Regions from separate parts of the Mus musculus genome. Here region 2 is linked to region 1. Evidence: chromatin contacts called from public HiChIP or PLAC-seq data. All regions are on one chromosome and are shown on one strand. Each heading gives the region's core, a stretch centred on a gene start, on an enhancer-like site or on the middle of the called end of the contact. The rest is flanking DNA. Distances are from core to core; before and after follow the strand shown. Region 1 holds the start of Setx (senataxin). Region 2 overlaps Rapgef1 (Rap guanine nucleotide exchange factor (GEF) 1).

What was found. HiChIP or PLAC-seq counts read pairs in DNA pulled down with a chosen protein or histone mark.
Region 2: an H3K4me3 HiChIP or PLAC-seq map of bone marrow-derived macrophages shows a contact between it and region 1, with 2.7 times the contacts expected there. The contact joins the enhancer-like site here to the promoter of Setx in region 1. A contact is called at or near these places in 3 of 39 promoter capture datasets (hippocampal neurons and liver) and 5 of 115 datasets of contacts at active chromatin or transcription factors (astrocytes, bone marrow-derived macrophages, embryonic forebrain and 1 more).

Annotation. Positions count from the first base shown.
Region 1 is chr2:29,123,187-29,126,997 of GRCm38.p6, forward strand. It overlaps Setx (senataxin), which reads left to right and starts at 1,806. Exons shown (of 26, transcript NM_198033.2): 1 at 1,806-2,363; 2 at 2,666-2,777; 3 at 3,688-3,811. The coding sequence starts at 3,701.
Region 2 is chr2:29,696,316-29,700,126 of GRCm38.p6, forward strand. Rapgef1 (Rap guanine nucleotide exchange factor (GEF) 1) reads left to right here. Exons shown (of 26, transcript NM_001039087.1): 6 at 2,682-2,770; 7 at 3,371-3,523. Among named protein-coding and RNA genes, the nearest start is that of Gm13420, 53 kb to the right of the region's middle. Within about 2 kb of position 2,101, at least 27 of the 459 cell types and tissues checked have an H3K27ac peak or open chromatin away from gene starts, as enhancers often do. A contact at or near this core is called in bone marrow-derived macrophages, where this site is marked.

The sequences.
Region 1 (3,811 bases), core at 556-3,055:
CAGAAAATGTCTTCATTTTAATCCACAGAAGTAGCAAAGACCATGTTTATTACTGTTGGTATAAAGGCAAATATACTATTACAAGGAAAACATCTTTGCTAGTCTATACCTTTTTTTGTTTTGTCCTGATTTCATAAGTCAAAACATTTTTGTGCACCTTATAATTATTTTGGAGGGTATCCAGGCCTAAGTTATTCTATAGCAAATCACATGTGTATATATTATTTATATTTTATGTTATATAATTCTAAAAATATAATGTAACGTAATACTTATTTGTAATTATTATATATTTGCTTTTTATTTCATCTTTATGTGTAGGAGTGTTTTGCCTGCTTGTATGTGCACCCATTGCCGGCCCCAGAGAAGGGCATCTGTTCTCATCACTTAGGACCGAAGTTTCAGACAGATGTGAACTGCAATGTGGCGCTAGAAAATTAACTCTGGGTCCTCTGGAAGATCAGTAAGTGTTCCTAACTGCTGAGCTCTCGCTCCAGCGTCAGACTTGTGTTTCTTACACTCAAGAGTAACTTAGCATTTATGTCCTTTCACGAATAAAGCATGGTATATTGCTGAAGTCTGAAATCTGGGTTACGAATTCTGCCAGGATCTGTATCATCAGGGACAAGGAACTGCGGGTAGTTTCTATCATTTCCCCTCATTTCTGAAAATTTCAGTTAGCTATCAAGAGTCTTGTTTAAAAAAAAACTATCATAAATGTGTTACTTTAAAAACCATGCATACATATAGTGCTTCTAGTTTGAAACCACTTTCTGCAACTTTGATTTTGATAGAAACCTTTGACGAAATGAAAAAAAAGGGGGGGGGGAGAAAATAACGGTCAGCTTCAACTGCCGCTTCCTGATTGGCTAAAGCCCCTCTAACGGTCATCTGCTGCCTTATAAACCACACCCCCTTTTCTGGAACGTTCCTTAGAGCTTTACCCTCGTGCTTCAGGCGCTGGCTTCTCATTCTGCGTTAAGGTTCTCCAGGGTAGGAAGGTCTCTGACCCACCTGCCACCTCTAAGAGCCTTGTTCTTTTCTGTGGCGTTGGCAATGGAACCCAGTGTTACAGTGTGACAGGTGAGTGCTCCTGAGTTACTTTCTTGCACACTTTCCTTTAAAAAAAAAAAAAAAAGGAAAAAAAAAAAAAGAAAAAGAAAGAATGTTAACTTTTAATTTTTGGTTAATTTAGGCCTCCAAATCGCTGACCTCCAGGTCTGGAGTTGAAACCTCATCACACCCTTTCCTTTTTAAAAAAAAGAATTATTTTAATTTTAAAATTTTGGTGAATGTAATGTAGGCCTCGAAATCGCTTTCTGTACGAGGCTGGCCTTTGGGCCTGGATGCGCTGGCTTTAAGCCTTCTGAGTACAGGGACCACAGGCTGCCGGGCTTGTAAAGTGATTTGTTTTTTTCCTAAATTCCGTTTTTGAGGAGGAGAGGTTTTGGGCCACCCAACTGTCCTTTGGGAAATCTGACATGACTGTGTTCCATTATCGGAGCCTGTTCTGGGTCGGAAACGGGCAGAGCCCTCGACTTGGGGCGCCCTTGCAGAATCACGCACACATTTTATTGTTTAGGTTTCGGACGGAAACGTGACAGACGTCGCGGACGTTGGGGAGCGGAAGAGCCCAAAGGGAACCAGCAGGTAAGCATCTCCCCGAAGAGGGTCGGGGAAGGGGCGGGGTGAGAAAGGGGGCGGGACGAGGAAAGGGGCGGGGACAGGCTCCTCGGCTAATTTACCGCTCCTTTGGACGGGAGTCCTTGATTGGTCGGACTTACCCCCCTCGTTCCGGAAGTGACGCCACTCAGCGGTCAGGCCGGTTGTTCCCCGCTGCTGCACTTTCCACCTCCCGTCCGCCCCCATGGTCCGCCCCCTTGGTGTACCACAACAAGCCGGCTCTGGCGGGGGCGGGCTGAGGGCGGGGTCCGCTCTCGCGGCAGCGGCGGGTTGGGCGTTGGGCGTCGCCTTGCCCTTCCGTCTGCTGTTCTAGCGGGGGGCATGGAGGTGGGTTAGCGCGCTGCAGCCGGGCCTAGCCGGGGTGAGACGCGCCGCGGACAAGCCGCGAGCGGGCGAACGAGCAGGAGAGGAGAGCGCGTGCGCGGTGAGGGGCGCGCGGCTTACTGCCGTTGGGAACTTGCGCGCGGCCTGCGGGAGCGGGCGCCTGCTGTGACCCTTCTGGAGAGCTGCGTTTGGTGAGAGCGGCGGCTTGCCGCTGCTACCAAGGGCGGGCAGCGCTTGGTGTTTCCTGCAAGCGAGGCCCGCCCCCGGATCTCTGCTGTTCTGGCATCAGCACCGCCGGCCCTGGGCAACGATGTACAGCGAGGACCCTTAGCTTCGGGGCGAGGGAGGCCTCCCGGGTAAGGATCCGACCCTCTGTCCTGGCGTCGCTTCCGCATGGGCACCCGGACGCCCTCCCCGCCGTACCAGGCGTTGCGGTGTGGACAGCCTCCCGTACGCCCACAGCGGATGTGATCAAGTGCCTATTTGGCCCCTGGAGGAGAACAGTCCCTAGGGAAGTTGGGGGGGGGGATCAGTGTTAAGCCGTTCCCCCCAGTAGTGTGTGGATCTAACCTGACCTAGGTAACTCATTAGATGACACAAGGCCCAGGTGAGATGCATAATGTAAGGGACATTTTATCAGTTTTTATTTTAATTTCAGAAATGTTCTTTTTGGGGGCCAAAGTGTGAATCTGTCTGAATGCAGAGCCACATCTCACAGATAAGCCCAGCAATCACAAAGAGCATCACTTCTCTGTAGGACCTTGGTCAAGGTAATTGTCTTATTAAACAATAACTTCTTTTTTAGTTATTTGATAAGTACTAGAGTTAAAAATGTGGCATAGATCCATACCTTGACATGCCCTCTTCTGGTGTGTCTGAAGATAGCTACACTGTACTCATATAAATAAAACAAATCTTTAATTTTTTTTTTAAAATAAGTCTAATGTGTGCAGTAACCTCTGGCAGCATTTTGTTAGGAATTTTTGGAGGTAGGTCAGGTGAGGCAGAGAGATTAGACTTAGTAATTCGGGCAAATGATGAAAGAATAGGAAGACTCAAGAAAGGAGGAGTGCTAGACTCAGATGCAGCAGAGGAGAGGGACAAGGTGATCCTGAGGTTACTGCTCTAGAGATGGAGTTGGTGTCAGCACTCTCAATGGAGCACTTAGTGAAATATTTATTTTTTTAATAATTTACTTTTTATGCATATTGGTGTTTTGCCTGCATGTGTCTGTGTGAGGGTGTCAGATCTCCTGGACTGGTCGTTACCGGGAATTGAACCTGGGACCTCTGGAAGAGCATCCTGTGCTTTTAACCCCTGAGGCATCTCTCCAGCCCATACCTTGTCCTCTAGGCTCCAGATGCCTATACTCCACTTTTTCTGCTGTTCTTCTGGTCATCTCATGGTACTGGCATCTCCAAAACACTGTTCCGCTGTAGCTAGGCTTCACCAATAGCCTCTCATAGGCTCTCTTCATGGTACCAAGCCTCAACTCCTTTGCATGACCCCTACTCTGCTACTGTGCTTCACCTCTGCCTTGCTTTCAGATTTGGGTTTAATCAGTTAAGATGGACCAACAGAGTATTTTGGCTGTGGAGGCAGTTTCTAGATGAAGTAGAAAGTCGTAAAGAGTAAGTCTTGAGTGTTAAATTTTCTGTAAGTGTCCCTTGTTCTTTTTAGCTACAGGTGCAGCATGAGCACATGCTGTTGGTGTACTCCAGGTGGGTCTTCCACCATTGATGTCCTAAAGCGCTATGCATCTAGCACTGGGTCAAGTGAATTTCAGACAGCTGATGAAGACCTC
Region 2 (3,811 bases), core at 851-3,350, 570 kb after region 1:
CTGAGGTCACAGCTGCCATTCCAGGACAGCATCCCTGCCTGCTCCCACGTCAGGAGGAACTGGAATTTGTGCTGTGTCAGCAGATACAAATGTGCAGACTTCTCTGCATTCCCTTATCCTGCTTGCTGGAGTACGATTGGCTTAACGTGGAGGCACTCATGATGCTGAGGCAGAAAGATTGAGAATTGAAGGCTTCTGAGTCACTTGGGTCTGACACTTTGATCCCAGCCAAGGCTTTCAAGGGACCTGCCTTTGCCACTCCTGTGCACTCCTCCAGGTAGCGAGTGTGGGAGCGGCTGCCTCCAGCTGCTTCCCTTGCCTCCCTCTGACACTTGTGCTCTGGACTGTGAAGCAAGTCGAAGGCCCCTTCCTGGGGCTAGCCTCAGCCTCCCCAGGATCTTACTTCCACATGACTCCAAGAGCAGAACGGGGTGAGCCTGGATCTGGTTCCATGGACATCCCTCTCATGACTTGGGGGTGGCAGTTTTCTTAGAATTAATTTGTGTCCATTTTCAAAAATGTAGAAGATACAATTAAATACATAAATTACATTAAAAACACACACACACACACAAAAGGGGTTTTGATCTTGTTTCCAAAATTTACAGTGTACCCCATCAAAGCAGGTAGGGCTTTTCTGCACCTAGTATGCCTGGTATTCCACCATCTTTCCATGATGTTACTATGGCCTGTGTTCCTGCTGTGACTTTATTCTTACTGACTTCAGAGTGGCCCTTTGATGGATCTGTCACATCTGCATACTTGGTACTCAAAGTGTTTAATGGTGCTATGAACAGTCTCATTTTACCTGTGGTGACATCCTCACAACTGAGCTTTTACATATATCCATGGCATTTTCCTCAGACAGAATCCTCCTAACAGATACTTAAGGCTTTTGATGCATGCCTGCTGCCCAGAGTGACACTCATTCTTACTGATCCTGTCCTGCCCCACCCTACCGCGTGTCTGCAAGTTTTATTTTGTTGCCATCAAACTTGAGAAGCTCTCATGATCATAACACCCTTTGCATCTGCAAAACTCCTCGTTAATATTTCTTTGTGTATGTTTATCTTTTTTCGTAGTTTTTATGTTGTCAAAAGAAGCTGCTTTGGGAAATGCTAGTTCTTTGCCCCTGGTCAGGGAGATGTGGTTAGGTTACCCAGCTCTGCATTCTCAGAGGTACTGTGTGCTCTTCCCTCGTGCACACAGACCATCACCAGCAGCAGAGAGCAGTGAGGAGATTGTGTGCAGCAATATACCAGAACACTGGTCAGCAGTGAAAAAGAGCCTACCTGGACTCCCTGAGGCAGGTGGGGATGGCCAGAAAGAGAGTGGTCTTTGCCATGGGCAGCCAGAGAGTCGGGGGACTGTGCAGGTTCAGAATTTCTGTCCTAAAGTTGGTTGTGTTAAGGACCGCACATGTGCTCACTCACACTTAGAGTAGCTGAATTTCATGGTATGTGAATTCTACCTCTACAATTTTGAAAGGTGAAGCTGGAGTGATGGCTCATTCTGTAAAGCACATCTCACATAATCATGACCAGAGTTCGATTCCTACAATGCACAGAGAAAGCCAGGTATCGTGGCCATAATTGTAATCCCAGCACTAGGGAATCAAGAGACAGATGGATAGATCCCTAGAGCACTCTGGCCAGTTAGCCTCACTCAGTGTACTCAGTGATCTCCAGGTGCTAGTAAGAGACTCTGTCCCAAAAAAGAAAGTGAGGGCTCCCAAGGCCAACCTCTGATCTCCACCTGTCATGTGAGCATACAGCTATAAGTGTCGCACACACAGGAGGTCCATTTCTATGGCATCCATGGGACAGCCACCATAATGCACAGCCCTTCAAGTGTACACACTGCAAGGCCCATGTATGGCCATCCTGGGGGCCCACAGCAATCTAGGCAGAAAGTACAGAGTGCTGGGATAGCAGAAGGGAAGAACAGGTGAGGGTGGGCTTCCCACCCCAAGTGGTGTTCACACTGTGGAGCATAGCGTTCACCTGGGAAAAATCATTAAAGTGGTCTGGAGTGGTAGTGCATGCCTTTAACCTCAGCACTTCTACACAGAGAGACCCTGTTGAAAAAAAAAAAAAAAAAAAAAAAAAGTCATGGAACAGGATAAAATGTGTCCCAGCTGAAACACCACACCCCTTATCTTCCCTCTTCTCTACTATTTTCAGAGTACCATTTTTTATTTTCTTTCAAAGCCATTTCTCTGCTTTTAGAAGGTCACATAACCTTCACTCTAAGTCCATTGACAAGGCTCCCAGCCAGCCAGTCCACTGGGGCTCCAGTTCCTGCATTGACTAAGCCAGTGCACTTTGGGAAAACACTAAAAGCCAGAAGCCAAGTGGCTAAGTGCACCATTGTGCATAACATGACAGCTTTAAGGAGCCAAAACCGCCTGCCACCCTCCCCAGACTGCACAGGAATACAAGTCTGTAATGGTCTGTTCATCTAAACACCCGGACTTGCCATTTCCCCTTTCAAAAGGAAGTACATGATGCAGTTGAAACTTTGCAGTATGCTGCTATGGTATTTTTAGAGTGAAAGAGGCATGTTAGGGGTTGTGCAGATTACCCCGCGTAGGAAATGTGTGGACACAAATGTGGGTCTTAGAAGCCCTGCCTCTTGCTAAAGGTACAGTGGTGTCATCCCCTCCCCCTTCTCCCTCACAGGAGCTAGTGAGGCTAACCATTGAGAAGCAGGGGCGGCCATCGCCAACAAGCCCAGTGAAGCCCAGTTCCCCAGCCAGCAAGCCTGATGGGTAAGTCTAAGCAGACTCTGGTTCCAGTGGCACTGAGCCCACACTTGACAAGAGGGAGCCAGGCAAACAGTGAGAGCATGAGAGGCTGTGGGCAGCCCTGGCCCCCTTTGCAGTGGTAAGTTCTGGTGAGTGTATTTCACTAAGCTTCAGAGTGCTGTCTTGCACTTGACAAGCTCATCTGGACAAGAGTGTATGGAAGGAGGTGGGTCTCAGACCCCACTCCCACCCCAGTTAGGTTCTGCCCCAGGCAACATCACTGCACCATAAACTCCCAAGGGCTTGGCTGAGAGGTTGGGGGAGACTTGGATTTTTCAGTAGTTCAGCTAACAGGAGGCCAGCCCAGTGTTCCTCAGTAAACTGAGGGATGGCCTTGTGGACAGCCTTACTATTTTGCATTAATTTCAAGGACTGGCCCGTGTTAAATATGTATCACATTTTAGAGCATCCTGGTAGCTGGTCAGTGATGAAACGCCATGGGAACCCCAAGACTGTGCATGGGGCTCCTCCTCAGCCCCATCATTCCCTTAGCCCCACCCCCATCCCCCAGGAGCCACATCCACTCTGACTACGCGTGATCCCTAGTTCTTTCCATTTCTCTAGCCAGCCTGAGCTCCCTCTGACAGACCGAGAAATGGAGATTCTGAACAAGACGACAAGTGTGTCACCATCTGCTGAACTGCTCCCAGACTCCACCAGTGAAGAGGTCGCACCCCCCAAGCCCCCTTTACCTGGCATCCGGGTGGTTGATAACAGGTAATTCTAAACTCTTTTGACCCTATTTATGACCTAATGTGGGGAGTGGGTGGTAGAATGAGCTGAAGGATAACTGTGCCTGGGCTTGGCACTGTTAAAAAGAATGTCTCTGAGAGTGGCCAGGCTCTGGCCCTGGGCCCTCTATCCAGTGAAACCAATCATGATTTCACTATGGAAGGAAAAGAATCTGTTTTGGTTCTGGTCTTTGGGCATTGATAGAGTGATTGGCAAGAGGAGAACAGGAGGCAGTTAAAGTATGAAAATTAAGTGTGGAAAAAGAACTTCATT